Linked DNA regions of Mus musculus: regions 2, 3 and 4 are each linked to region 1. The links are chromatin contacts, called in public HiChIP or PLAC-seq maps. All regions are on one chromosome and are shown on one strand. Each heading gives the region's core, a stretch centred on a gene start, on an enhancer-like site or on the middle of the called end of the contact. The rest is flanking DNA. Distances are from core to core; before and after follow the strand shown. Region 1 overlaps Gucy1a2 (guanylate cyclase 1, soluble, alpha 2). Region 2 overlaps Alkbh8 (alkB homolog 8, tRNA methyltransferase). Region 3 overlaps Cwf19l2 (CWF19-like 2, cell cycle control (S. pombe)). Region 4 has its middle 26 kb from the start of Aasdhppt.

What was found. HiChIP or PLAC-seq counts read pairs in DNA pulled down with a chosen protein or histone mark.
Region 2: an H3K27ac HiChIP or PLAC-seq map of embryonic stem cells shows a contact between it and region 1, with 10 read pairs. The contact joins two enhancer-like sites. A contact is called at or near these places in 2 of 115 datasets of contacts at active chromatin or transcription factors (both in embryonic stem cells) and 1 of 9 other capture datasets (embryonic stem cells).
Region 3: a contact with region 1 is called in an H3K27ac HiChIP or PLAC-seq map of embryonic stem cells, with 4 times the contacts expected there. The contact joins two enhancer-like sites. A contact is called at or near these places in 1 of 484 Hi-C or Micro-C datasets (embryonic stem cells) and 4 of 115 datasets of contacts at active chromatin or transcription factors (all in embryonic stem cells).
Region 4: an H3K27ac HiChIP or PLAC-seq map of embryonic stem cells shows a contact between it and region 1, with 2.4 times the contacts expected there. The contact joins two enhancer-like sites. A contact is called at or near these places in 1 of 484 Hi-C or Micro-C datasets (embryonic stem cells) and 2 of 115 datasets of contacts at active chromatin or transcription factors (both in embryonic stem cells).

Annotation. Positions count from the first base shown.
Region 1 is chr9:3,867,253-3,874,612 of GRCm38.p6, forward strand. All of the region lies in intron 7 of Gucy1a2 (guanylate cyclase 1, soluble, alpha 2), which reads left to right. Among named protein-coding and RNA genes, the nearest start is that of Gm45957, 270 kb to the right of the region's middle. Within about 2 kb of position 4,154, at least 15 of the 459 cell types and tissues checked have an H3K27ac peak or open chromatin away from gene starts, as enhancers often do. A contact at or near this core is called in embryonic stem cells, where this site is marked.
Region 2 is chr9:3,371,756-3,379,115 of GRCm38.p6, forward strand. The region is part of intron 10 of Alkbh8 (alkB homolog 8, tRNA methyltransferase); the gene reads left to right. Among named protein-coding and RNA genes, the nearest start is that of Gm23275, 20 kb to the right of the region's middle. Within about 2 kb of position 4,761, at least 8 of the 459 cell types and tissues checked have an H3K27ac peak or open chromatin away from gene starts, as enhancers often do. A contact at or near this core is called in embryonic stem cells, where this site is marked.
Region 3 is chr9:3,437,261-3,444,620 of GRCm38.p6, forward strand. Cwf19l2 (CWF19-like 2, cell cycle control (S. pombe)) reads left to right here. Exons shown (of 18, transcript NM_027545.2): 9 at 3,795-3,885; 10 at 5,701-5,787. Among named protein-coding and RNA genes, the nearest start is that of Cwf19l2, 37 kb to the left of the region's middle. Within about 2 kb of position 2,476, at least 12 of the 459 cell types and tissues checked have an H3K27ac peak or open chromatin away from gene starts, as enhancers often do. A contact at or near this core is called in embryonic stem cells, where this site is marked.
Region 4 is chr9:4,279,831-4,287,190 of GRCm38.p6, forward strand. No RefSeq gene overlaps it. Among named protein-coding and RNA genes, the nearest start is that of Aasdhppt, 26 kb to the right of the region's middle. Within about 2 kb of position 4,256, at least 26 of the 459 cell types and tissues checked have an H3K27ac peak or open chromatin away from gene starts, as enhancers often do. A contact at or near this core is called in embryonic stem cells, where this site is marked.

The sequences.
Region 1 (7,360 bases), core at 2,904-5,403:
TTTCTATTTTTTAGTTCTTAAAACTTGTGTTCCTCATGGTATTGTTTCCCTAATCATTTAAAAAGTCAAAGTGCTTTATATGTCATATGATCTGATAATTGCATCTGGGAAGGGTTCCTTCTTCTGAGAACTATCAGATTTGTAATCTTTAAATCACTGACAGAATATGGGAAAAAACATTTGAAGTCAGAGCTCAACCTTTGATTTGCATTCTCACTTTATTTGACATTGGTGAGTCATCTCCTACAGGAATGTTGAGGGTCATTTCCTTTGTGCCTAGAGCCTTTTATTGCTAGCTTTACATGTTGACATCAAAAATTATTGAGTTTTATCTTTGTCCTTGTTGGATGATTTTGTTTTTTAATATAATAAATATATTTGCACTCATCTTTGTTCCCCATCATTCTTATCTACAGAAAAAATATATATTAAAATATTGTCTAGACATCTGGAAATCACAAATAGCTGCTTATATATTGATGGCTTCTGTATACCTTCCATTATTGTAAATAATTAACTTATTATTCTGAACAGAATTGTTTTCTTTATGCAATCTAAAAATGTAGAAACTCTTTATTTACTTTAATATGAAATTTTCCTTAATTTTTAAGCATTTTTTTCTCATTTAATAACTGTCTTAGTTAGGGTTTTAATGCTGTGAGCAGACACCATAACCAAGGCAACTCGTATAAGGACAACTTTTAATTGGGGCTCGCTTACAGGTTCAGAGGTTATGTCCATTATCATCGGGCAGAAATATGGTAGCATTCAGGCAGCCATGGTACAGCTGGAACTTAGAGTTCTACATCTTCAACTGAAAGCTGCTAGCAGAATACTGGCTTCCGGGCAGCTAGAATGACAATGGTCATAAAGCCTACACTCCCAGTGTCACACCTACTCCAACAAGGCCACACCTATTCCAACAGGGCCATAACTTCTAATAATGCCACTCTCTGGACTGAGCATACAGAAACCATCACAACAACTTGTCAATATTTAGGCTTCAGAGTGTCTGGGTGACTTCATTTCCCTCCTGTGTGAAAGACTTCCTTTTTTTTTTTTTTTTTTCCTATTAAAACTAAGCTGCTTCCTCAATTCTGTCTTACCTATAGCACTGTCCGATGGGTCAGAGAAGTCAGTGTATAAGTTTCCAAGCTCAGAGCTAAATGTCTCAGTGAGCATCTTGGCTCTAAAATTTGATGTCTTTGTAAAACTTAGCAAGGAAGTTTCTTTGGGCAAACGTTTTCTCAACTTTAAAATGAATACCTATTTCAAAACTTTTCATTGGGATTTACTGTGGTGCTCATAAATTATGCTCTGATTATTTGGAAACTGACAGACATATTATTGAATGTTTTTCCCATTAGGAAGAATATCATCTTACTCCTTCATCCCATTCTCATGTTTTGCAAATGTTTAAGTATATTCAATAATGTGTACATTGACTTCTTATGGAAATTCTAATGGGGGAAATGAACTTGATAATTTGGCCAAGATAGCAATGACCCCAAACAGAGCTAGCAAAACTTTTAAATGAGTGTTTTACATTTTAAATCTCTTTGAATTTGAGGCATATAAAGATAATGTACTGTTAAAGTTCAAATTGGCAGTACCCAAAGAAGGCAATAAGTTATCCATCCTTATTCACAACTCACAGTCTAATATGAGAGGCATTAGTATTGCCATGAATGTGAAAATATGGCCAGTTGTGTGCTCTCCATACCAGGATGCAAACTGGACTCTGGATTCAAGCCTTGTTACCTCCCAACTTAACTGCAACAGAAGGGAATGAGGTATAGAAGACAGAAATGCCTCATACTTCCTCCTTTATAGTTTTCAATAAACACCTAAGAAGATAATCTTGGTTTAATTTACACATTACTATGAGATTTAGAATCCACACATTGGCAACTTTAAAACATTTCTGCCGAACAATTACGCAGGCTAGTAACTATTTTTAATTGAATAAAACTTTTCTTCTTATGCTTTATTTCATTGTGAGATATATTTTTACTTTTTTGTATGTCCAGGAATGTTGTTTCCAGGAAATAAATTCATTTTGAAGTTGTCTGGCTGACTAGATATGTAAAGTTTCTTTGACCTTATCCTCAAATTGTACATGATCTTGTAATAGTGAAGCAAAAAACAAACAAAACAAAACAAACAAACAAAAACAAAAAATACCACCCCTCCCCCTCCCCCCCAAAAAAACCCCCCCAAAAAAGAAAATCCACAAAGTATAGTTTCTTCTCTTGTACTCAGGTAGAAGAAAGAAAATCTTGGGGTCTTCAGAAGACTTAGAAACACACAAGATGCCCTCTCCCTGTTAAGTCTTCCATTTTAGAAACTGTCATTTTCCACAATACTCTTAAAATATAATTATATAGTCTATGAACCTAGATTGAGTTTGGGGTTTTTCCAGTTAAAATATAAAGACAGAGAAAAATCTCTAAGGGCAATGGCTCAGAGAAACCTCAAGCACAACAGATCAGCAATTGAAAAATTGGGAGTGAAGAACCACATTGGTGCAGCAATCACACAGAGAAGAAGACATTCTTTTGCACAGCAGAGGGGAGCCTGAAAAGCAGAAAAATCCAGTCTCTTCTTGAGGGCTGAGGATTTTAAACTATTGGAAGACTTTTCATAATTTAGGCTGTTCAGTTTGAAGAAAGATGGGATAGTTGATTAACCCAGAAGTGTTGTGTTTCACATCCTGAACAGACCTTGAACTTGTTGAGCCAGCCCATCAGCAGGGGGCCTGCAGTTGGTAGAAAAAAAAATCTAATAAAGCCTTTGTTTTAAGCTGCATGGCTTTTGTCAAAAGTTAGGAGAGTGAGGAAGAAGCCAGTGGTCTTGGAAATTTGTCACCTGGGTGAGGCTCTTCTCCTTATCTGCCCACCAAGGAATTTGTCTAGTACTTAGTCTCTGAATAGTGCTGAATGTCATGATAACTTCAAATGAATTCCTTAGGGAAAAGATACCCAGAAAACAGCAGAGTGAACATTTGGGTTTATCTTTATCCTTTCCTGGAGTATAATTTTTTATTGAAAAATCAGGAAAGTTGAGGTAAAATTCTCCAATGCTGCCAAAAGTACAAGTCCTGAGAGGCATTGGTCATTTGTAATTTGTCTTGTGATTATGTTTGGATTTACTCACACAAACATTTCTTATGATACTATGTTAATATAAAGATTAAATTGATATCTCCCCACGTAGGGAACATCTAGTCCAGCAGAAACTGCTGCTGCAAGATCCCTTTGGGGTATCTTCTCTCATGAGGATATTTTGGGTGCTGACTCAACCTATCTTATCCATAAGGTCCTTCAGCTGTGGCAGGCTGGGAGGGTGTCACTGGGTGCCCACTAAGTGCTTGAGAGAGAAGTGGTATGAGCTCAGCAATGCTGCTGTAATTTTATGGTTACCAAGACTAGGATCATACCCATAGGCTGCTCTCTCGTAGCTCTTGCTGAAAGGTATCAGGAGAGGTTTCAGAGTACAGCAGTGTGAACATAGAAACCACTTCCAAAGTTTCAACTGTCGTATCATTTAACTCAACTGTAACTTTCTGGTAATGAGGCTCACAGTTTAGGACTGAATCAGTAATATCAACACCACTTTGGTGTTAGATCTTTGAATATATCAAAGTTCTGTTTTGGAGTTTGCTTCTATCTGAGCTGCCTGTGGCTGGTTCATTACCACATCACACTTGAATAGAAAGAAAGTTGCAAAGATACTGTTCATTTTTTTCAGTGCTTTGACATGAAAGAGAGGGATCAAATCAAACTAGCAAGAAATGACCACTACAAAAACTAATTCATAAATTTTGTGAAGACACAAGACACACACAAACACACACACACACACACACACACACACACACACACACACACACACAAGTAACTGCCAGCGGCCACACTAACTGGGTTCCTGAGTGGGAGGCTGGAGCCGTATGTAAGGAAACAGCGAGAGAAATAATGGAGGCCAAGACACATTTCTGTTCAAGACCCCAAAGTTCACTAAGAATCTGTGTTTATAAAGAGGGGAGGCCCATCCCCATCTATCCATTCTTGGTGCCTGTCACCAGCCTTTAGGTGATCTGCCAGATGCTGTCTCCAGAAAATCTCAAGGGCCTCTCAGCAGGTAGCAGTGTCTTGGAGAAGAGCGGTGTCAGGTGACAGAACAATAGAGCCATCTAAGTCAGAAGGTTCCACCCCAAGTGGTCTTATACTCAGGGGCAGTGAGGTCTGAATCAGCCTGCTTCAAAGCTGGGGGAGGCTCCAATTCCTCCCTAAATATTTAATAAAAATTAGCTGGACTGGGGCATAACATTTATTTATGCTCCATAGTCCTGCCTGGGAATTATGGTGGCTGGCGGCCGCACCTGTTTTGGGGACTCAGATTTTTCCATGAACTATTCTTATCCGTCAAGGAGAATATATGGACCTTGTTTGTGTTTATTTTGCACAAACATGGCTCTGTGGTGTATTATTAATAAATCATGGCCTCTTGGCATATACCTCTGTCTTAGATTGATATAGTTCAGAAATCTGGTTGCCCGACATTGGCTAACTGGCCCTCATAGTACACCTTATTCCCAAATCAGACCAAAGCCACAATATATACAAAACAACAAACAAACAAACAAAACAGGTGTGGTGGTGCATGCCTTTAATCCCAGCACTTGGGAGGCAGAGGCAGGTGGATTTCTGAATTCGAGGCCAGCCTGGTCTACAAAGTAAGGTCCAGGAGGGCTATACAAAGAAACCCTGTCTCAAAAAACAAAAACAAAGAAACAAAAAATTATGCTTCTTCATATCGATGAATTTCTGCCACCTGTGCTTGCTGGAGGAGAGGCTGCATGTTTGCTGTAGACAGGCTGTATGGCATTGACTGATCTGCTTGGAAAAACAAAGTCTAGACAGTTGAAAAACAACAAGATAAAAGCTTCTTTGGGGAAGTCCAGGTACTCTATTCAGTTGCAAATTAGCAATGATCAGGTTCAAACTCTGGCATCCTGGTGTAGGAGAGGTGGCTTTGAGAATCAACAGAAAGGCTGTTTCTCATGTAAATTCCAACTTAACTTTACTAGCTAATAAAGATTTTTAGCTATATTCATAATAGGAATATCTAATATTGGAATTATTACTACACCAGTCCAAGATTGAGTTAGAATAACTGGTGGACATTAAAGGAAAGAGAAGAATCATTATAACTCCTACTTATGACTAATTTTTTTTTAAGTCAGATTCCACGGCCTCTAATGTTCTCTGTCCCATAAGGTTAAAAAGCTTGAAGCAAGGCAGCTTAGCTTGTCCAATATGGGACAAAGGCAAGCAAGGGTGGGTCAAAAACATATACCCAAATAAGCTTTCTTGTCAACACCATCAGGGCACTCAGTGAACTCACAGCTCGGCCTGTCACATAAATCATTCTGGCAGTTGTCATGCTTCTGCAGCATTCCGTGGAGAAAACCTAAGCTTTCCTTCTTCCCCAATATAGGGTAGCTGTTCAGGATCAAGCCATATGCCAAGAAGTAGATCCTTTTCATGATTATGTCTACTTTTAAGATACTATAAGGCATTTAGTAAGTTGACATCCAAATTTTAAAAATAAAAATGTGATTTAAATAATGTGCATGGGGATATAATTACTCCCTTTTTTTGTTTTTTAAGAAGATACAGTTTTTAAAGTCCCACAATACCTTGTCTTTGAGAATTATAAAAAGTCTTAGTAGCATGGGTAACATTAAATTGTTGAGAAAACATCTCAAATACTGGCTATAAAGCCAGTTCCATTATCTGTTTTAATCTGATTTGGAACAACAAGTATATAAAAAAAATTAACATAGGCAATAGCTAACTACACTTTTAGTTGTTTCTTTTGTAGAGCAGTTGTAACTAGAAAGCTTGAAAAGGTATTAATGGCCACATGTGCTTTATTTATTTATTTATTTATTTATTTATTTATTTATTTATCAGAAATAAGAGTATCCATTTGCAGCAAGTAACTAAGTATAAGTCCCCAAGAACTAACACCATTATGTGGAAACAGGTAGAAACTGAGGACACTAAGAACGCATTTTTTACAATTTGACATGCACAGTCTCTAAAAATACCAAAATATTATCTTAAGCCATTACTATTTTGATGATGTAAAGAACGAGATTATATGGCCAATTATTTTTGTGTAAGGCCTGTAATCTGGCTGGGATATAAATCTAGCAGGGCATTGCCTTAAGAGGTCCAGGCAATCTAGGACAAATTTTTAAATGTCCAAAACCAGTCTTCTTAAAAGAACAGCATTTTTTCTTATGAGTTGTATATGCATAAACAATTGCAAATTTGAGAATTTATAGTATCTGAGGAGCAAACAATTTTAAGCAATTGTAAGTTCTGAGATATATATTGACTATTAATATACAAATTAAAGCTTGATTATTCAACATTTTACAACACTGTCTACAGCACACAATTTAATTATTTGTGTTGAAGCAGGAAGAAACTCAAACGAATAAACATGTGATCCAATTCACATATACTTTTTCCCATAGAAGGGCTGTTTTTAAATACAGTAAATGGGATGCATGCATGCATAAATTTACAGGAGATACAAAAGCATAAATAAAAACAATTTTTAACTTATCTTTAGGATAGTGATTATCAATTTTATTTAAAATGATGGTATACAATAGGCCAAATATCAATATTCTGCAATGACCAATTTAATTGCTGTTTGGAACAAGGAACAGACACTTTGTCAGGTTTTTAAGACATGATTTTTGTTATAGTTTTTCTAAAATATATGAATTTATCTTACAATTCTTATGTAGCACCAAAGCAGCCTTATAATAGGATGTTAAAACTTTTCTTTGAGGTGAAGAAAGATGATTTTACATTAATGTTTTCTTTTGCCAAAGAATTGCTGTGGGCAAATTTAATAACCATAACTAAAATAAGCAGGTAGTATTTCATTACCATTGATTATAACTGGTAACAATTATAGAAGCTTCCTTTACTTTCTGCAAAGCCTTTTGGTCTTTACTAGTTAATTTGTGTCTCTAGAGATAACATCCAACAAAGGTTTAAGTCACTTTGAGACCTTAAGGTGAGGTCTTAGCCAATTAACATCTCCTAGAAGCTTTTGAAAATAAAATTTTGAAGCAAATCAATTTTTCTTTCTTAGATTTTCTGTACCACAATTTTCTAGTATAACTAAAACCCGAAATATTATAAAGATGTTGCCTCTGACTCTTTTCTGGAGCAACAGCTACTCCCCAGAACTTTAAAGCTCACTGTGTAAGAGCAAAGATTTGAAGTAAACTTCCTTTTAGAGGAATTAGCTAATTAAATACATTCCACAC
Region 2 (7,360 bases), core at 3,511-6,010, 490 kb before region 1:
TCCTCAGTACTCATTCATTCATAGTCAGAAAAGGAAAGTATTCCCTCATAGATTTAAAATTTTATGAACTTAACCATTCTAGATCCAGAGGTAAAGCCATTTCCAATTCTGCAATTATCTGCTTTCATTTGTTATAATTTTGTTCTTTGAGCCACCCCTTTTTTTTAATTTTTCCTTTCTATGTGAAGAAAGTTCTATGTGTGGTAGGCTTATCCACATTATCTATGTTATCACTGCTCTGGATGACTAAAACTTTTATTTCTCAATATTAGGGATGAAGAGGGGAGGGAAAGGAAAGAGGGAAGGAAAAGAGGAAGAAAATGCATGAATGAATGAGTCAGTCTATATCCAAGTTATTGAAATATCTCAGATTACTTGGAATCTTGGCTTCATTCTCCACCTTTAACGCTGTGTACCAACACAAAGGAAATACTACCACTGCAATTAAGGGAACTTAGAGCTAACACTCAGTGGCAGAAGAAAAGAATAGTTTTCCATCAACAACAAAATGATACTCATGTATTGTTATGTATGTAGTTCAATTTCAGTTTGTGAATAACAGACTAATTTGCTCACAATGCATAGGTATTCCTTTTTTATTTATTTTTATTTATTTATTTACTTATTTTTGTTTTTTGAGACAGGGTTTCTCTGTGTAGCCCTGGCTGTCCTGGAACTCACTTTGTAGACCAGGCTGGCCTCGAACTCAGAAATCCACCTGCCTCTGCCTCCCGAGTGCTGGGATTAAAGGCATGCGCCACCACGCCCAGCTTTTTTATTTCTTTTTTATTTCATTGTTTTTCATTAGATATTTTCTTCATTTACATTTCAGTTGCTATCCTGAAAGTCCCCTATACCCTCCCACCCCTAATCCCCCGCCCTGCTCCCAACCCACAGACTCCCTCTTCCTGGCCCTGGCATTCCCCTGTACTGGGGCATAATGATCTTCACAAGACCAAGGACCTCTCCTCCCATTGATGGCCGACTAGGCCACCCTGCTACATCTGCAACTAGAGATACAGTTCTGGGGGGTACTGGTTAGTTAATGTTGTTTTTCCTCCTATAGGGTTGCAGAGCCCTTCAGCTCTTTGGGTATTTTCTCTAGGTCCTTCTTTAGGGGCCCGGTGTTCCATCCAATAAATGACTGTAAGCATCCACTTCTGTATTTGATAGGCACTGGCATAGCCACACAAGATATAGAGATATAATCGGGGTACTGTAGGCAAAATCTTGCTAGCATATGCAATAGTGTCTGGGTTAGGTGGTTGTATATGGGATGGATCCCTGTGTGGGGCAGTCTCTGAATAGTCCTTTCATCTGTCCCAGCTCTGAACTTTGTCTCTGTAACTCCTTCCATGGTTATTTTGTTCCCCATTCTAAGAAGGAATGAAGTATCCATACTTTGGCCTTCCTTCATCTTGAGTCTCCTGTGTTTTGCAAATTGTATCTTGAGTAGTCTAAGTTTCTGGGTTAATATCCACTCATCAGTGAGTGCATATCATGTGTATTCTTTTGTGATTGGGTTACCTTACTCAGGATGATATTCTCCAGATCCATCCATATGCCTAATAATTTCATAAATTCATTGTTTTTAATTGCTGAGTAGTACTCCATTGTATAAATATACCACATTTTCTGTGTCCATTCCCCTGTTGAGGGACATCTGGTTTCTTTCCAGATTCTGGCTATTATAAATAAGGCTGCTATGAACATAGTGGAGCATGTGTCCTTATTACAAGTTGGAACATCTGGGTTTATGCCCAGTAGAGGTATTGCTGGATCTTCCATTAGTATTATGTCCAATTTTCTGAGGAACCACCAGACTGATTTCCAGAGTGGTTGTACCAGCTTGCAATTCCATCAACAATGAAGGAGTGTTCCCCTTTCTCCACATCCTCACCAGCATCTGCTGTCACCTGAATTTTTGATCTCAGCCATTCTGATTGGTGTGAGGTAGTATCTCAGGGTTGTTTTGATTTGCATTTCCCTGATGATTAAGGATGTTGAACATTTTTTCAGGTGCTTCTCAGCCATTCGGTATTCCTCAGTTGAGAATTCTTTGTTTAGTTCTGTACCCCATTTTTTAATAGGGTTATTTGATTTTCTAGAGTCCATCTTCTTCAGTTCTTTATATATATTGGATATTAGCCTCCTATCTGATGTAGGATTGGTAAAGATCCTCTCCCAATCTGTTGGTGGCCTTTTTGTCTTATTGACAGTGTCTTTTGCCTTACAGAAGCTTTGCAGTTTTATGAGGTCCCATTTGTTGGTTCTCGATATTACAGCACAAGCCATTACTGCTCTGTTCAGGAATTTTTCCCCTGTGCCCATATCTTCAAGGTTTTCCCCCATTTTCTCTTCTATAAGTTTCAGTGTCTCTGGTTCTATGTGGAGTAACTTGATCCACTTAGACTTGGACTGTATACAAGGAGATAGGAATGGATCAATTTGCATTCTTCTACATGATAACAGCCAGTAGAGCCAGCACCATTTGTTGAAAATGTTGTCTTGTGCCCGGCAAATACAGAAGTGAATGCTCACAGTCATCAATAGGATGAAACACAGGGCCCTCATGGAGGAGCTAGAGAAAGTACCCAAGGAGCTGAAGGGATCTGCAACCCTATAGGTAGAACAACAATATGAACTAACCAGTACCCCTAGAGCTTGTGTATCTAGCTGCATATGTATCAGAAGATGGCCTAGTCAGCCATCATTGGGAAGAGAGGCCCCTTGGTCTTGCAAACTTTATATGCCCCAGTAACAGGTGAATGCCAGGGCCAAGAAGTAGGAGTGAATGTGTAGGGGAACAGTTCTAGGGGAGGGTATAGGGAACTTTTGGGATAGCATTTGAAATATAAATAAAGAAAATATCTAATAAAAAAATATTGAAAAAGAAAAAAGAAAATGCTGTCTTTTTTTCACTGGATGGTTTTAACTCCTTTGTCAAAGATCAAGTGACCATAGGTGTGTGGGTTCATTTCTGGGTCTTCAATTCTATTCCTTTGATCTTCCTGTCTGTCGCTATACCAGTACCATGCAGTTTTTATCACAATTGCTCTGTAGTACAGCTTGAGGTGATTCCCCCAGAATCTTCTTTTATTGTTGAGAATAGTTTTGGCTATCCTAGGTTTTTTGTTATTCCAGATGAATTTGCAAATTGCCTTTCTAACTCAGTGAAGAATTGAGTTGGAATTTTGATGGGGATTTCATTGAATCTGTAGATTGCTTTTGTCAGGATATCCATTTTTACTATATTAATCCTGCCAATCCATGAGCATGGGAGATCTTTCCATCTTCTGAGATATTCTTTGATTTCTTTCTTCAGAGACTTGCATATAGATATTTCACTTCCTTCTTTCACACTAAGGTATTTTCTATTATTTGTGTCTATTGTGTAGGGTGTTGTTTCCCTAATTTCTTTCTCAGCCTGTTTATCCATTGTGTAGAGAAAGCCCACTGATTTGTTTGAGTTAATTTTATATCTAGCCACTTCACTGAAGCTGTTAACAGGTTTAGGAATTCTCTGATGGAATTTTTAGGGTCACTTGTATATACTATCATATCATCTGCAAATAGTGGTATTTTGACTTCTTCCTTTCGAATTTGTATCCCCTTGACCTCCTTTTGTTGTCTAATTGCTCTGGCTAGACTTCTAGTACTATATTGAATAGGTAGGGAGAAAGTGGGCAGCCTTTTAGTGGAATTCTTTCCAGCTTCTCTTCATTTACTTTGATGTTGGCTACTGGTTTGCTGTATATTGCTTTTATTATGTTTAGGTATAGGCCTTGAATTCCTGATCTTTCCAAGTTTTTTATCATGGAGGGGTGTTGGACTTTGTCAGATGCTTTCTCAGCATCTAACAAGATGATCATGTGGTTTTTGTCTTTGAGTTTGTTTATATAGTGGATTCCGTTGATGGATTTCCGTATATTAAACCATCCCTGAATCGCTGGAATGATGGACTATTGTTTTGATGTGTTCTTGGATTCGGTTTGCGAGGACTTTATTGAGTATTTTTGCATCGATATTCATTAGGGAAATTGGTCAGAAGTTCTCTTTCTTTGTTGGATCTTTGTGTGGTTTAGGTATCAGAGTAATTGTGGCTTCATAGAATTAATTGAGTAGTGTTCCTTCTGTTTCTATTTTGTGGAATAGTTTGAGGAGAGTTGGAATTAGGTCTTTTTTGAAGGTCTGATAGAATTCTGCACTAAACCCATCCAGTCCTGGGCTTCTTTTGGTTGGGAGGGGATATGGGGCTGTATAGATCGTTAATCTGATCCTGATTTAATTTTAGTACCTGGAATCTGTCTAGAAATCCATTTCTTGCAGGTTTCCAGTTTTGTTGAGTATAGCAAAATCATTTCTGATTTTGTTAGTTAGGATGTTGTCCCTGTGCCCTCTAGTGAGTCTGGCTAAGGGTTTATTGTTGGGGCCGGCTTGAGGCTCTCATGTAAGATTTCGAGCCTGGGAGGCAGCCTGGATCTGAAAGAAAAGGAAACTAGGCAGAGAGAGAGAGAGAGAGAGAGAGAGAGAGAGAGAGAGAGAGAGAGAGAGAGAGAGAGAGATATGGAACCAATACAGTATTCTGATCAAGGCTCAAATTTTTAATGGGGGACAAGCTTTATAAAGGAGGGGGGAAGCCCATTCCTGCCAAATCATACTCGGAGCCCAGCTGCAGGTGACCAAGTGTAGGATCAGATGTAGACTGTGGAACAGCTAGGCAGACTCCCAGCAGGTAGCAGCAGCAGCAGTTGCTGAACAATAGAGTGATCCAGGGAGGCAGGCTCCACCCTAGGTGATCTCCTTAGTAGCAACAAAGTCAAGGTCTGGCTCAGCCTGCTTCAGGCTTGTTAGAGGCTACAGTTTATCTTTCTTGTTGATTTTCTCAAAGAACCAACTCCTGGTTTGGTTAATTCTTTGAATAGTTCTTTTTGTTTCCACTTGGTTGATTTCACCCTTGAGTTTGATTATTTCCTGCCTTCTACTCTTCAGTGAATTTGCTTCCTTTAGTTCTAGAGCTTTTAGGTGTACTGTCAAGCTGCTAGTGTGTGCTCTCTCTAGTTTCTTTTTGGAGGCACTCAGAGCTATGAGTTTTCCTCTTAGGAATGCTTTCATTGTTTCCCATAAGTTGGGGTATGTTTTGGCATCATTTTCATTAAACTCTAAAAAGTCTTTAATTTCTTTATTTCTTCCTTGACCAAGTTATCCACGTGAATGTTGGCTTTGTTTTATTTATGTTGTTATTGAAGATCAGCCTTAGTGCATGGTGATCTGATAGGAATCATGGGGCAATTTCAATATTTTTGTATCTGTTGAGGCCTGTTTTGTGACCAATTATATGGTCAGTTTTGGAGAAGGTACCATGAGGTGCTGAGAAGGTATATCCTTTTGTTTTAGGATAAAATGTTCTGTAGATATCTGTTAAATCCATTTGTTTCATAACTTCTATAAGTTTCTCTTTGTTTTTATTTAGTTTCTGTTTCCAGGATCTGTTCATTGATGAGAGTGGGGTGTTGAAGTCTCCCACTATTATTGTGTGAGGTGCAATGTGTGCTTTGAGCTTTACTAAAGTTTCTTTAATGAATGTGGCTGCCCTTGCATTTGAAACATAGATATTCAGAATTGAGAGTTCATCTTGGAAGATTTTACCTTTGATGAGTGTGAAGTGGCCCTTCAAAGTTATTTTTTAAAATAACTTTGGAAGTTGATTTTATTCGATATTAGAATGGCACTCCACCTCGTTTCTTCAGACCGTTTGCTTTGAAAATCGTTTTCCAGCCTTTCACTCTGAGGTAGTGTCTGTTTTTTTCCTCTGAGATGGGTTTCCTGTAAGCAGCAAAATGTTGGGTTCTGTTTGTGTAGCCAGTCTGTTAGTCTATGTTTTTTTTTATTGGGGAATTGAGTCCATTGATATTAAGAGATATTAAGGTAAAGTAATTGTTGCTTCCTGTTATTTTGTTGTTAGATTTGGGATTCTGTTCTTGTGGCTGTCTTCTTTTAGGTTTGTTGAAGGATTACTTTCTTGCTTTTTCTAGGGCATATTCTGTCCTTGTATTGGTGTTTTTCCATTATTATCCTTTGAAGGGCTGAATTTGTGGAAAGATATTTTGTGAATTTGGTTTTGTCATGGGATACTTTGGTTTCTCCATCTATGGTAATTGAGAGGTTTGCATAGTAGCCTGGGCTGGAATTTGTGTTCTCTTAGTGTCTGTATAACATCTGTCCAGGATCTTCTAGCTTTCATAGTGTCTGGTGAGAAGTGTGGAGTAATTCTAATAGGCCTGCCTTTATATGTTACTTGACCTTTTTCCCTTACTGCTTTTAATATTCTGTGTTTATTTAGTGCATTTTTTGTTCTGATTATTATGTGTCAGGAGGAATTTTTTTTCTGGTCCAGTCTATTTGGAGTTCTGTAGGCTTCTTGTATGTTCATGGGCATCTCTCTCTTGGTATGGGAAGTTTTCTTCTATAATTTTGTTGAATATATTTGCTGGCCCTTTAAGTTGAAAATCTTCATTCTCATCTACTCCTATTATCCGTAGGTTTGGTCTTCTCATTGTGTCCTGGATTTCCTGGATGTTTTGAGTTAGGATCTTTTTGCATTTTGCATTTTCTTTAATTGTTGTAATCATGTTCTCAATGGAATCTTCTGCATCTGAGATTCTCTCTTCCATCTCTTGTATTCTGTTGCTGATGCTCGCATCTATGGGTCCTGATTTCTTCCCTATGGTTTCTATCTCCAGAGTTGTCTCCCTTTAGTTTTTCTTTATTGTTTCTACTTCCATTTTTAGATCCTGGATGGTTGTGTTCAATTCCATCACCTGTTTGGTAGTGTTTTCATGTAAGGGATTTTTGTGTTTCCTCTTTAACGGCTTCTGGCTGTTAACCTGTGTTTTCCTGTATTTCCTTCTTAAAGTCCTCCATCATCATCATGAGAAGTGACTTTAGATCCTGTCTTGCTTTTCTGGTGTGATGGTGTATCCAGGACTTGCTATGGTGGGAGAGTTTGGTTCTTATGATGCCAAGTAACCTTGGTTTATGTTGCTTCTGTTCTTACGCTTGCCTCCCGCCATCTGATTATCTCAAGTGCTTGCTGCCCTCAATATATCTGATTGGAGCCTGTCCTTCCTATAATCCCAGTTGATTCAGGACTCCTCAGAGTCCAGCTTTCTCTGTGCTCCTTTGATTGTGGGCTCCTGTGAACCTGAGATTCTGGGTGTGTCAGAGTTCTTGGCAGTCAAGCTCCTCTGAGACCCTGAAATACTGGTGTGACCCAGTTCCTGTTATCCTGGGATCCTGTTGTCCTAAGATCCTGGGCATGTTACAGTGCCTGGAAATGGTGTCTTCTTTGAGGACAGTG
Region 3 (7,360 bases), core at 1,226-3,725, 430 kb before region 1:
GTAATGAATTCTCTGCTTTCTACAAAGACAAACCCTAGAAGATCCCTACAAGTTGAGATACATTGAGTTTACACTTTTATTCAGTTCAAAATTTTCTCTTCTCTCTTTGCTTGATGATGGCTGCAGAGGGTCCAGGTAGCTGAAAGCCATCTAACAGTGCTTGTTATTGAGCTCCTATTTAATATCAGAAAACCTTTTTCGGACAACCTGGTTTCTTAGACTTCCTATGAAAACCAATTTTATGGCTCACAGAGTATGGTCTATTTTGGCAAACAGTTATATATATATACACATATATATGTGTGTGTGTGTGTGTATTTGTTTGTTTTATTCTTCTTGAACTAATGGATGTTGAGTGGTGTGTTCTGTAAGTTGTCAGTAGCTCACTTAGTTGTTATTCATCTTCCATATTCTTGCTAATTTCCTGTTTACCTTCTATAGTGTTTAGAAATACTGAAATGCATAGTTTTATTGTGGAGTAGTCTGTTGAAATACTATCAGTTTTTGCTTTGTGAAGCTTCCTTATTAGGTACATGTATGTAGAGATTCTTGTGTTCTTTGATAGCTTAGTCCATTTTTCTTATAAAATAACCCTCTTTGTCCAGGGTACAACATCTTTTGTTATATAGTAATTTATCTCATATTAACATAGATACATCAACTTTCCTTTGACTAATATTGACACAGTGTATCTTTCATTCTTTTACATATATCACATTTATATATTTATAGAACTTCTTTGTTAATTGAAAATGTCCATAAGTAATACCTGCCTTTTACTACAGTTTTTTTAGTAATCCAATCTTTTAAAAATATTACTCAGTGTCAGTTTTTTTAATATCTGGGTTGTAGTTTTCCTGAGTAGAAGTACCTTTCGAGACAAGGTTTTGTATTGACAGAGGCCACCCTGTCCTTGAATACTCTATCCTCCTAGCCTCCTGTGTACAGATGTGAACCACCAAGCCTGACTATAAGACTAAAATATCTTTTTAATATCTTTGTTATTTCTTTATGAATATATGGGATGCATTTGTACTAATAACTAAATATGATTGTTTTTTTCTATCTGTCAGTTCTGATGGCTTTTGATTTTGATAAGGGTTTTCTCTTGATTATGAGTTTTCTCTTAATTACTTTTCTACTTACTTGCATATCTGATATTTGGGTGCTAGATGTTATGATATTTACTTGATGAGTGCTGCATTTTCTCCCCATTGTTTATTGATATGAATCATGGTATGAATTGATCAGTTTCATAAGAACATTTTGAGTCAAATGTGTCATGTATTTATTTTTGTTTTTTGTTCTGAAATGTTGAAAGTCATTTATTACTTAATTTTAACATTTCTGATTTGGGTTCTGAGCAGTATTTTACTGTATGGGGTATTATTTCCTAAGCATTTTACCCAATATTTTCTTACTTATGCAATTATGATTTATGGCTAATGGGACAATTTTTTTGTTTGTTTGTTTTGCGGGGGGGGGATTGTTTGTTTGTTTTTCGAGACAGGGTTTCTCTTTATAGCCCTGGCTGTCCTGGAACTCACTTTGTAGACCAGGCTGGCCTCGAACTCAGAAATCTGCCTGCCTCTGCCTCCCGAGTGCTGGGATTAAAGGCGTGCGCCACCACGCCCGGCTCGGGACAAATTATTGTGTAGACAATATTACCAGAATACCTCAGAACATTTCTTTAATTAACTGTAAATTTGTTTTTCTTTTTATAAGTATTGCCTTGACGAATATTCCAGGGCAGCCCTGAGGGACTCTCTCATCATATGCGTTCTTTTCTTTAGCACTCTGTACCAAGATCTTTGGATTTGTAGGACTGTTACTATTCTTTGCTTTAGACTCCTTCTGGCTCTTGCAAGGTCCCCCCCTCCCCTTGTGTTTTGTAGCTTTGACTCTTAAGTAGGTTATCTGTTGTTGGCTGAAATTTTTTCTTACATGAGGCTTTTTCTGAGATTTGCACATGATCTCAATTTTAAATTATGCCATAGACCAGCCCCAGTCGGCCTCTCTCAATCTGTGGAAAATTAGGGTTCCGGACAGGTGGGCATGGAGTTGGCGATGAAAAGAGTGACAAACAGACATGGACACAGAGAGAGTGTGTATCTGAATGTATTTTCTCAAAGCCAGCACCAGTCTTATAATACAGAAGACAAACAAGAAAGCTAGGCGAATACATTCATCAAGGTACACTGATTCTTAACACAAAACAAAGAAAATGCATACATAAAAAGATAGTGGGAGCCAGGCCTTGTTTACAACTGAGAATAGGAACAACCCTTAATTAAGATCAGCTAAACACAGGAGCCAGGTGAATGCTCTGATACAATGCTAGTCTATTGTTAAACCCACCACCAGAGGTCCTTTAGTAAATACCTGATTATGCTATTCCTCTGGGCCTAGTGAAAAACCTGATCCAGGGGAATTCAGTTCTACTAACCCTTTCATGGGTAATACTACAACCCACCTATTTCCTAGGCCATTGTGTTTTCTTGTGTATGGGAGTGACTCGCCTATTGTCCTAAGTAATTACTATGCAGACTAGCCCTGAGCTTTTCTAGCTCTGTTCTTTGTAATGCCTAATTAGTTTCACTGTCTCTACTAGAAGTAAATTTGAGTGTTACTGAGTAGATAACATTTTTCCTGAATTCCAAGCTCATGGCCGGCTTCAAGGACTTCCTAGGACATTGGAACACTGGCAAAGGCTTAGCTATATATCAAAATCAATCCCTAAAGGCACTTATAATAAAACAATACTGAAAGAGAGCACACGGATCTATACACCAGACTAACATGGGGACAGGTTTTGGGTGTACGTGCTATGGGAATGCCAGGGTTCAAGGAGGCTAAGTTTCCATGAAACACTGCCTCTGGACTGCTTCCAGGTTTCTAAACCTGTCACGCAGACTTCACTGGAGTGGATGTAGCAAAATTACTTTGGTTTTTAATTAATCGTGGGCCAGTTTTATAAGAGAATGCACAATTGTTGCTTTTACTTTTGGACTGCAACTAAATATTCTCAAGATTATAGCTCTAAGATGATCAATAACTTGTCATATGGAATACAGAATTTCTCAAGTTTAGAAAATTGTAGTGTGGTATTAGTGCTTTTGTTTCCTTTTTTTTTTTTTTTTTGTTTTTTTTGAGACAGAGTTTCTCTGTGTAGCCCTGGCTGTCCTGGAACTCAAACTCAGAAATCCACCTGCCTCTGCCTCCCAAATGCTAAGTTTAAAGGTGTGCACCACCACTGCCTGGCTGTTTTATTTCTTTCTTATAGTGTGTATAGATTCCGTTTGTTTATTTCTGCAACAGGGTCTCTAAATATGGCCCAGATTGGCCTCTTCACCATGTAGTTCAAACAGGCTTCTATCTCATGACAGCTGCTAAATTTGGTCTCCTGAGGTGTGTACTACTACACTGGTTGAATATTCAAAAATGCCATTTTTAAATACTAGTATATAATAATATTATTAATATAATATAAAACATTAACATATAATAGCAATATATATAATTTATATATTTATTTTAAAATTATCGGGACTCTTTTCAGTTATTATTGTAACAGTATTATATTGACCATTTTTTGAGTTCTTTTTTTTTTTTTTCATTTTTTGAGTTCTTAACAGAATGTTGAAGTGTAGTTCACCCTAGAATGCTGATTTTAAATTTTTTGTGTTAGAACTGTGACCTACTATTAGTGCTGAATGTTTTGCTGAAGTGAGTTAAGCTAATGCATGAGGTTGCTTTATGACTTATGCTTGTCCCCTGTCCTGTTTCTCCTTCAGTCCAGAGGCAGAGTCCACCTATATCTTAAATGTTGATGAAAAGAACAAGTTGGGGGCCAAGATTATCAAGGCAGAAATGATGGGGAATATGGTAAGACCCCATGTGTTTTCACTTGGAGAAGAGTGTAATGTTTAATTATCACAGATTATTTAGAACAATCAGTCATTTAGTCTGTGGCATGCTTTGAAGATAATTACTGTTTCTTAATTTCTTAAAGAAATTCTTGAGAATTTCTAGAAATACTACTCTTACAGTTCCTCTTACAGAGAAATATATGTGCTGTCTCCCCTTTATTAGATTTCTGAAATCTATGAAAAAAAATGGTATTTTAAAGCACTTTTCTATTTTGGGACATAGTTGTAGGAATTAAAGGTGTCTTTGTTTTATTTCCATTTTAACTTATTAGGAATGCTTATTTTCTTTTTGTAAAAATTTAATATTCTTTAAAAATTTTTATTAATGTCTGTATATGGGTCTGTGTATATTCATTTACATTGGGATGCCCATGGAGGCCAGAAAAATGTATTGGATCCCTAAGATATGTGGGGGTATAGGTAGTTGTGAGCCACCCGAAGTATGTGCTGGGAATTGAACTCTTGTCGTCTGTAAGAGCAGCAAATGCTTTTAATCACTGAGCTTTGTGCAGTCCAACAGTGCTTATTACTTTCTTAAAATGAAAACCTAAAATCCTGTCACCAAAGCTGATGACCTGAGGTTTATGTGACCCACATACTGAAAGGAAGAGAACTTATTACTGCAAGTTGTCCTCTCATCTCTATACACATGCTCTGATGCATCACACCAATAAATTACAAATGTTTTAAAAAGAGCCTAAATAATGATTATGAGTGGAAGACCAATTTGTCTCAAGTTAAAGAGAAACAGGAGTGATTTGTTAGGAACTACTCACTCAACCATGTATTTATGGTGATATGCCCATTATACTAATTTGTGTTAACTTAGATATGGCAGAGTAGCAAAGCTAGGAATCTTTCTATGTTCTAGTATAGTAAGCCCACTTCTAAGCATGGGTTTATTTTAAATTTAAATGTAAATGCTCTGTACATTTTTTATTCTTTTATACTATCAGAACAGTTTTCCTTAATAATTCAAGAGGCAGCTAAAGAAGATCAGGTTTTTATCTCAGTTTTTTTATAGACTGTGTCTATTCCCTGTCTTTCTTTGAATCAGTGAAATTTAGCTCAGCCTAAAAATTAGTAAGAGAGATGAGTTAACTATCAAATAATTATAGTAGGAAAAACCTGAAGTTTAATGTTTGAAAGCACAGAGGAATCAATGAAAACAGTGGAGTGGTCACATAGTAGTAGGTTAACTTATATTTAAAAAAGCAGTGTTCTATTTTTCATGGAAGCATTGCAGATTAGCATGTTCTTTTTTGTCACATAAATCTATTTAGTTTATCATTTCTTGTGTGTTTTACATAAATTTACAAAGTTCTTAGGATAGTGAAATATATTAAAATTTTTTATGTAAATTTCTTTTTTTTTTTTTTTTTGGTAGGGTAAATTTCTTATCAGAAATGAAGAAAATAAAAATTTTTTGTGATCTCTTCCTATGTCAAATAACTGAAGTTTTCCATATTAGAAATTTGTAATACCTAAGAAATTGCAAAAGTGTGATTCTTAATATATTTCTAGTGTATTTCTTCTATTTTTATGCCTCTCAAAATACAATTTCTTAAAACTATTCACCTCAAAACCATAAACAAATGATCTCATCTAGCAATTTGTATCTGAGGTATACACATTAAAATTTAGTGTGAATTGATAATTGAAGATAGCTGTTGACTATAGGGCTTTTTTGCTAAGCTGTTTTCTGTCTTATATCTTTGAAATAGTCTGTAATGAAAAATTTAACACCACAGCTTACGATCTTATTTTCAAGGAATTAGCTGAACAACTTAAAGCCCAACTTAAAGAGGCAAATAAATTTAAAGAAACACAGATGCCGGCAAAAAGATTGGGCGTAGAGGTAAGTAATAAAAGTTTATTTGATTATGTATATTATTACTTTGTTTAGTATTATTGCTATTGTAACACTAGATGTCTGTGTGTAAATTTCATGAGGATTCCTTCATGGAAACCTCATCCTAGGGCCAATGAAATCTGCTTTTATTCTAGATTCTGCAGGTTGGTGTCTTTAAATTCTTTTTGTACAGAAAATTAATAGACTTCAATTAGATATTAATTTTATACAAGGCAAATTATTTTATCAGTGGTTTGTTCATTTACTTAGGATTGCATGGAACAAATAAAAAGAACTTTCATTTGAGTAGGGATGAAGGGACAATCAAAAACTAAATGATGATGTCTATCAGAAGGTTATATGTCGTGCTCCAGGAAGAGTGAGACAGAGAGTTTTAAGTCACAACTAGATTTGGAGTTAAATCTACTACTTTTTTTTTTTCTGGCAAATACTGATCTTTCTTACTATAATATTGGTAATATATTTATGGGAGGATAGTATTTGCTTCCCCATAGCTACTTTACATACCAGTAGATAATGTTCAACCCTGGCTATATCACCAAGTTGACTTAATGAAAAGTATTTTGTTTTCTTCTTTCTTCCTTTAACTAAGAACTCACAAATTTTGTGAGCCATAAGGATGATTTATAGATCTGAATGGATAAGACACAGCACTTTGAGATTTATTTATAAGAATATCCACGCAAAATATTTATAATGAAACATTCCATTTCAGTGTTTCCAAAGCTGAAAGCTGTACAGATTGAACTGTGATTGTTGGGAATAATTTAAAACTCTGGCATTCTTAGGAAATGAAAAAAATTCTTAAATGCTTTTTGTTTGTAGTAGAAAGTGTGTTTAATTTCTTTGGAGAAAAAAATTAGTAACATGGATGATAATAATGATTTGCTTATTTTCCTTCTTAGTTTTTTTAAGATGAGGTCTCATTATTATATAGCTCAGGCTGTCCTGGAACAAACTATGGATATCAGGCTGACTTTGAACTCACACAGATCCACCTGCCTTTGCCTCCCACACACTGGGATTCAAAGCATGTGCCACCAAGCCAGGCTTTTTTCTTTGTAGAATGAACCTCTCTGTTGTAGGTGCATAAAGTGAATTAGTTAGCTTTGGGTGCTATTTACTAGCAACATTATGGAAAGAAAAGTAAACAAAGTGGTGATAAAGACACGAAAGGGGAGGAAGTGGGTTTTTTGTTTGTTTGTTTGTTATTTGTTTTTGAGAGCATATCAATCTATTTGAGGCCCTTATCTGTTAATTCTTTTATCAAGAATTTATTAAGGACTCTCTTATTTACCTTTGGCTTGGCCTGAAAAAGGTGGTTAAGACAGAATATCACAACTTTTTAAGTAACTTGTGATATAGAGTTGTATTCACTTAAGTTGCTTAAGTAGCTTTAAAATTCACTTAAAAGTTAAAGTTACTTGGTAACTAATTGCTGGCTGTAATTATATTCTTGGTTTCCTTATTGAATAAGAAGGTAACTTTTCTTGTGAACTGAAACTAAAATATATAGTAAATTTACCAGAATTATGAAGAACTAGAAAAGAAGTTCAGG
Region 4 (7,360 bases), core at 3,006-5,505, 410 kb after region 1:
CTGTACCCAACACATTCTATGAAGGCACAATTACTCGAATACCTAAACCACGTAAAGACCCAATAAAGAAAGAGAACTCCAGACAATTTCCCTTATGAATATCGATGCAAAAATACTCAAAATTCTGTCAAACTGAATCCAAGGACACATCAAAACAATCATCCATCACAATCAAGTAGGCTTCATTCCAGGGATGCAGGGATGGTTTAATAAACAGAAATCCATCAATGTAATCCACTATAAAAACAAACTCAAAGACAAAAGCCACATGATCATCTCGTTAGATGCTGAGAAAACATTTGACCAAATCCAACAGCCATTCATGATAAAAGTCTTTGATAGATTAGGAATTCAAGGCCCGTACCTAAACATAATAAAAGGAATATACAACAAACCAGTAGCCAACATCAAAGCAAATGGAGAGAAACTTAAAGCAATCCCACTAAAATCAGGGACAAGAACAGGCTGCCCACTTTCTCCCTACCTATTCAATATAGTACTTGAAGTCCTAGCCAGAGCAATTAGACAACAAAAGGAGGTCAAGGGATACAAATTGAAAAGCAAGAGGTCAAAACTATCACTATTTGCAGATGATATGATAATATATATGTGACCCCAAAAATTCCACCAGAGAACTCCTAAACCTGATAATCAGCTTCAGTGCAGTAGCTGGATATAAAATTAACTCAAACGAATAAGTGGCCTTTTTCAACACAAAGGATAAACAGGCTGAGAAAGAAATTAGGGAAACCATTCACAATAGTCACAAATAATATAAAATAACTTGGTGTAACTCTAACTTAGGAAGTGAAAGATCTGTATAGTAAGATCTTCAAGTCTCTGAAGAAAGAAATCAAAGAAAATCTCAGAAGATGGAATGATCTCCCATGCTCATACATTGGCAGGATTAATATAGTAAAAATGACCATCTTGATGAAAGTAATGTACAGATTCAATGCAATCCCCATCAAAATTCCAACTCAATTCTACACACAGTTAGAAAGGGTAATTTGCAAATTCATCTGGAATAACAAAAACCCTAGGATAGCAAAAACTATTCTCAACAATAAAAGAACCTCTGGTCAATCTCCATGACGGACCTCAAGGTATACTACTGCGCAATTGTAATAAAAACTGCAAGGTACTGGTACAATGACAGGAAGGTAGATCAATGGAATAGAATTGAAGACCCAGAAATGAACCTACACACCGATGGTCACTTGAACTTTGACAAGGAAGCTAAAACCATCCAGTGGAAAAAAAGACAGCATTTTCAACAAACGGTGCTGGCACAACTGAAGGTCATCATGTAGAAGAATGTGAATTGATCCATACTAATCTCCTTGTACAAAGCTCAAGTCTAAGTGGATCATGGAACTCCACATAAAACCAGAGACACTAAAACTTACAGAGGAGAAAGTGGGGAAAAGCCTCAAAGATATGGGCACAGGGGAAAAAATCCTGAACAGAACACCAATGGCTTGTGCTGGAAGATCAAGAATGGACAAATGGGACCTCATAAAATTGCAAAGCTTCTATAAGGCAAAAGACACTGTCAATAAAACAGAAAGGCCACCAACAGATTGGGAGAGGATCTTAACCAATCCTAAATCAGATAGGGAGCTAATATCTAATATCTAGAAGAAGTTGGACTCCAGAAAATCAAATACCCCTATTAAAAAATGGGGTACAGAGCTAAACACGAATTCTCCACTGAGGAATACCAAATGGCTGAGAAGTACCTGAAAAAATATGCAATATTAGGGAAATACAAATCAAAACAACCCTGAGATTCCACCTCACACCAGTAAGAATGGCTAAGATAAAAAATTCAGGTGACATCTAATGCTGGTGAGGATGTAGAGAAAGAGGGACACTCCTCCATTGTTGGTGGGATTGCAAGCTGGTACAACCACTCTGGAAATCACTCTGGCAGATCCTCAGAAAATTGGACATAGTACTACCGGAGGATCCAGCAATACCTCTCCTGGGCATATACCCAGAAGATGTTCCAACTTGTAATAAAGACACATGCTACACTATGTTCATAGAAGCCTCATTTATAATAGCCAGAAACTGGAAAGAACCCAGATGTCCCTCAACAGAAGAATGGATACAGAAAATGTTGTACATTTACACAATGGTGTACTACTCTGCTATTAAAAACAACGAATTTATGAAATTCTTAGGCAAATGAATGGATCTGGATGATAGCATCCTGAGTGGGGTAACCTAATCACAAAAGAACATACATGTTATACACTCACTGATAAGAGGATATTAGCTCAGAAGCTTAGAATACCCAAGATACAATCTGCAAAACACATGAAACTCAAGAAAAAGTAAGACCAAGTGTGGATTCTTCGTTCCTTGTTAGAATGGGGGACAAAATACCCATGGAAGGAGTTATAAAGTTCGGAGCAGAGCCTGAAGGAATGACCATCCAGAGACTGCCCCACTTGGGGATCTATCTTATAAACAACCACCAAACCCAGACACTAGGCAGATGCCAACATGCTGACAGGAGCCTGATATAGCTGTCTCTTGTGAGGCTATGCCAGTGCCTGGCAAATACAGAAGTGGATGCTCACAGTCATCCATTGGATGAAGCACAAGGTCCCCAATGAAGGAGCCAGAGAAAATACCCAGGGGTCTGAAGGGGTCTGAAGCCCCACAGGAGGCACATCAATATGAACTAACCAGTACCCTCAGAGCTCCTTGAAACTAAACCACCAATCAAAGAAAACACATGGTGTAACTTGTGGCTCTAGCTATATATGTAGCAGAGAATGGCCTAGTCGGTCATCAATGGGAGGAGAGGCTCTTGGTCCTGTGAAGGCTCTATGCCCCAGTATAGGGGAATGCCACGACCATGAATGGGAGTGGGTGGGTTGGGGAGTGGGTAGGGGGGATAGGGGATGTTCGGATGGGAAATTAGGAAAGGGGATAACATTTGTAATTTAAATAAAGAAAATATATAATAGTAATAGTAATAATAATAATAATTTTTCCTTTCTTGGGATCCTGTTAGCTCCATTTCATTTTCTAAAGTTTCTTCAAACTTTCTTTGCAAGTCAAGCATTAATCTGCAACTACCATTGTGCAGCTCTTCCATTGTTTCCAAGATAAGAACACACAGCATGCACCTGGGCCATTAAGATTTTACTGTGCAGTGTCTCATGCCTCAATTTTTAATTCTTTAAAAATCATTACATCAAGGAACACCCAAATTCACAGAATTCACCAGAGCAGAAAGAAAAAGAAGTAAGAAAGTCAGATATAATAGAATTATCCATAGCAAGGACAATTGAAAAGCAGTCACACACAAATAAATCCATGCAGTCTAGGGCTAAGGTTAGGAGAAACCCTGTCTTCAAACACACACATACACACACACACCCGCAAAAAAAAAAAAAAAAAAGAGCTGCCGCAGGCTACTGAGATGTCTCCATCCCAGCCTACTGCAGGCAGTCCCCTATTTCAGATGGCAGGTCCCCCGAAGGGATGTGTTTCCTGCTTCTCAGGGTTTCAGAAGCCATCCTTTTCTACAAGGAGCTGCTGCGGGCTTCTAAGATGCCTCCATCCTGGCCTACTGCAGGTAGGCCCTGTCATTGTATGTTGTCCCCAGCAAGCTACAAAAAATTATGTGATCAAATAATGGAGAACAAATTTCAGGAGAAAGAATCAGAGGAAGTATCAACAAGAATTAGAAGCATGTTATATGTTTATATATTATTCATTCAATTCTTATATTAACAATACAAGATTTGCATGGGTGTTTCAGTGCACACAGATACACTTTTTTTTTTTTCTGAAAAATCAAAACAAAACAAGAGTCCATGGCTTTATCAGATTCACAAGGAGCGCCCTACAGTCCAGAAGAGATCCGCACACCTGCATGCCAGTGACACATTGACATGTGGGTTCCACAGGAACCACAAGAAACAGCAGCTGTTTCCAGTCTTGTCCAATGAAGTAGTCAGAGCTTTTCTCATAAGATTAGAATGGCATGGTAAGCCTCCTCCTCTCACCAGCTAAGAAGCTATTAGAAAAATCTGCAAGTGACTATATTATGTAACTCTTGTGTATCTGGGAGTATATAAGGAGATTGGGCAATGTAACCTCCCCCACCATGAAGCAGGCTGGGTCAGACTCCATTGCCACTGAGAATTAGACCACCTGGGGTGGAGCCTTCCTGCCTAGACGGCTCTATTGTTCTTCCACCCGCCACTTCACCTCCAAGACACTGCTACCTGCTGAGAGGCCGCTGAGATACTCCAGAGGAACATCCTATCCTGTACCTCCCCAAAAGGCTGGCTCCAGACACCAAGAATGGACTGGTGGGGGATGGGCCTTCCCCCTTATAAGCATACTCTCTTAGTAAACTGGCCTTGAACAGAACCTGTCTTGGTCTCCATTAATTTCTCTCGCACTCTAGTCTCTTTCAGCCCCAGCCTGCCTCCCAGGTGTACCCGGTTCAAGTAGGCCGCGGGCCAGCTTACAACAGGGCAATTCAATGTTAATTAAGTTCACTAGAACAGGCTATCATTATGTAGGTCTAGCATCCCTCTCACAGTTTGATTGGGAAATACCCCTTTCCCCAACTCTTATGGTGGCACTATTTGGAGAAGGTGTCATCTTTAGGAGACAGAGACTGGCCGAAAAAAACAGACCTTGTCTAGAGAAACCTCTTCTTACTTCCTGTCCCTTAGGAATAATTGCTACTCTTTCTTTTCCTTGATTTCTCCATGATGTCTACCAACCATGAACTGAATCCCCTGAAACCATGAGGTAAAATAAAGCTTTCTTCCTTTTTTCCCTTTTAAATCACAGTGATGAGAAGACCTAATAGTCCCTATAAAAAACAAAAAACAAACAAACAAAAAAACGGAACTAGTGCATGCCAGGTGGTGGTGTCAAATGCCTTTTGGCCCAGAACTCAGGAGACAGAGTCAAACAAATCTCTGAGTTCATGGCCAGTTTGGTCTACAGAGCAAGTTCCAGGGCAGGGCTGCGCAGAGAACCTGTCTCAAAAGACAAAACAAACAAACAAACAAACAAAAAAGAGGAAAAACTATTTGGGAACACAAGGATAAGGTTAGATCTATGAGTCAGTGGGAGGAGGTGTCTCAAAAATCAACCCTACTACAGGCTTGATCTCAAAATTCCATTCTTCATCAATGAGCAAAGTTTTCTGCTGTGAATGAACTGCCTTTAGTGTTTTGTTTTGTCCCCCTCTCCCCTGCCCCGACAGCCCTAGAAAACCAATAAAGAACCCCAATAATTACTCATTCAACAGTTACTGAACTTCTGGATACAGGAAAGTAGAAGTAAACAAAAGCATTCCAGAGCCCTAAATGGAATAGAGCAATTAATAGGGAAGAAAGTAACATGTGCCACTTTATAGTGTTAAGTAACAGGAATAAAAGTAGAGGCAAGATCATAAATGTTGGCAATTATAAAGATGGTAGTGTACAAACTTTGACAGAATGTGACACACTTAAAAGATGATATTTGAATGAAGACAACGAAATTAACAGTGGACCATGTAAACAAGTATATAGAGCATTATATACAGGGGGTAAGAGTGTGAATGAAAATTCAAAAAGTGAATTGATGAGTAACTAGAGAGATCATGAAGCAAAGCAATAAGAAGTTGGGTCAAGGAAGTAAGCAAACCCAATCCACCCGAAGTTCAGGTAGGGAGATCCTGGATTTTCCTACAGATGAGGAGACAGTCCTGAGGAGTCTGTGGTGATCATCCAAGTAAGAAAGCTTAGATGAGGATGGCAGTAAATGTGGTTTGACAGACTTGTTTGAATATTATGTGTCTACATGTTGTATTACAGGTCAGAAAGGTCTTCAATTTGTGTCAATCCTTTTGACTTCATCCCTTGATTGGCAGGACTGCAGATCTGAGCCACTATTCTGGGCCAAACCTTATGCTCTTCTTTTTTTTTTTTTTTTTTTTTTGTACATATTCATTGTACAGTTGTGAGTTTCCTAACTTTCATGGCATTTTCATTAGTCCATAATGTAGTACTCCCAAGCTTCTATTTTTATTTTGTTCACATACCCACACTTCAGTGTGCATACACATCTCCCCCTCCCTCTCTGTGGGAAGCCACATGTGCCGTTGCAGGGTGGCGCTGGCCACCACGCATACATAGGCAGTAAAGTTGTTTTTGCCAAGATGAGGTTTTGAGAATTAACCAAAATTAACCAATCAGATGAGAGACAAGTTAACCCATCAGATGAGAGAGAAGTTAACCAATCAGATGTAGGCATGCAAATAAGGTGGTAAGCATAACCCAAGCACAACCAATCCGGGTGTGAGACACGCCTCTCCTAGGCCTATATAAGCAGCACCAATTCTGGGCTTGGGGTCACTTCGCCTCTGCAATCAAGCTCTCCCAATAAACGTGTGCGGAAGGATCCTGTTGCAGCATCGTTCTTCCTGGCCAATCGGGAGCACGCAAGACCTCCCCACCCCCGCACACACACAAAATCTAGGCTCTATGAACAAGAATAAAATACTTATATGTTATGCAATTTCCTGTGAAGACATGAACAAATATCTATTCATCCCACAAAGGGCAGATCAAATAAATTACTCCATCCAAGTGTAGGTTAGTGGACCAGGAAGTTTATTAGTTGTAAGAGTGTTCATGTTTGAAGGCAGCTGCCTCACTGTAGAGTTACAGACTTGAAAGCTACAACTTTCAGGTAGGTGGGCTGGTTGAAAGTCTCTACATCCCAGAAAGTTTTTACTGTTATGTAACAGTAACTATTACATAATCAGTATATGTGTGAATCTTGTATGTTTCAGCTTTCTGGGACATTTTAAGCTTTGCTTAGTTCCCCAGTCTCATAAACCTGTCTCCTCCCTCCAGGATGGTTTCAATTCAAAGGAAACTGCTACACAACACTGGGAATATGATTTCTAGGTTCATTACATTTTTCTTGCAGTGACAATTTCATTGTTTATGGCTAAATAAAACTTTACTGAATACATATATACCACATTTTCTATACACCTATCAGTTGATGGACATATGCCAAATCCATAACTTGTCTACTATGAATAGTTTAAAAAACATTAAAAAAAAACCCATAGCATGTTTAAATTCACAGAAGTGGTATAGCTAATACATATTTTTTTTTTGAGGAATATCATTTTGATTTCCATAGACTGATTCACATTGTCTGATTACCAATGTGTAATGGCCAGCACCCCTTCCCAGCATTTATTTGTCTTAAACTACTTTTAGAAATAATTTAACTCGTGGCTAGAGATATTTAATACAATAATGATCAAACAGAACATGTATAAATATTCAAGTTTTTAACATAATTTGAT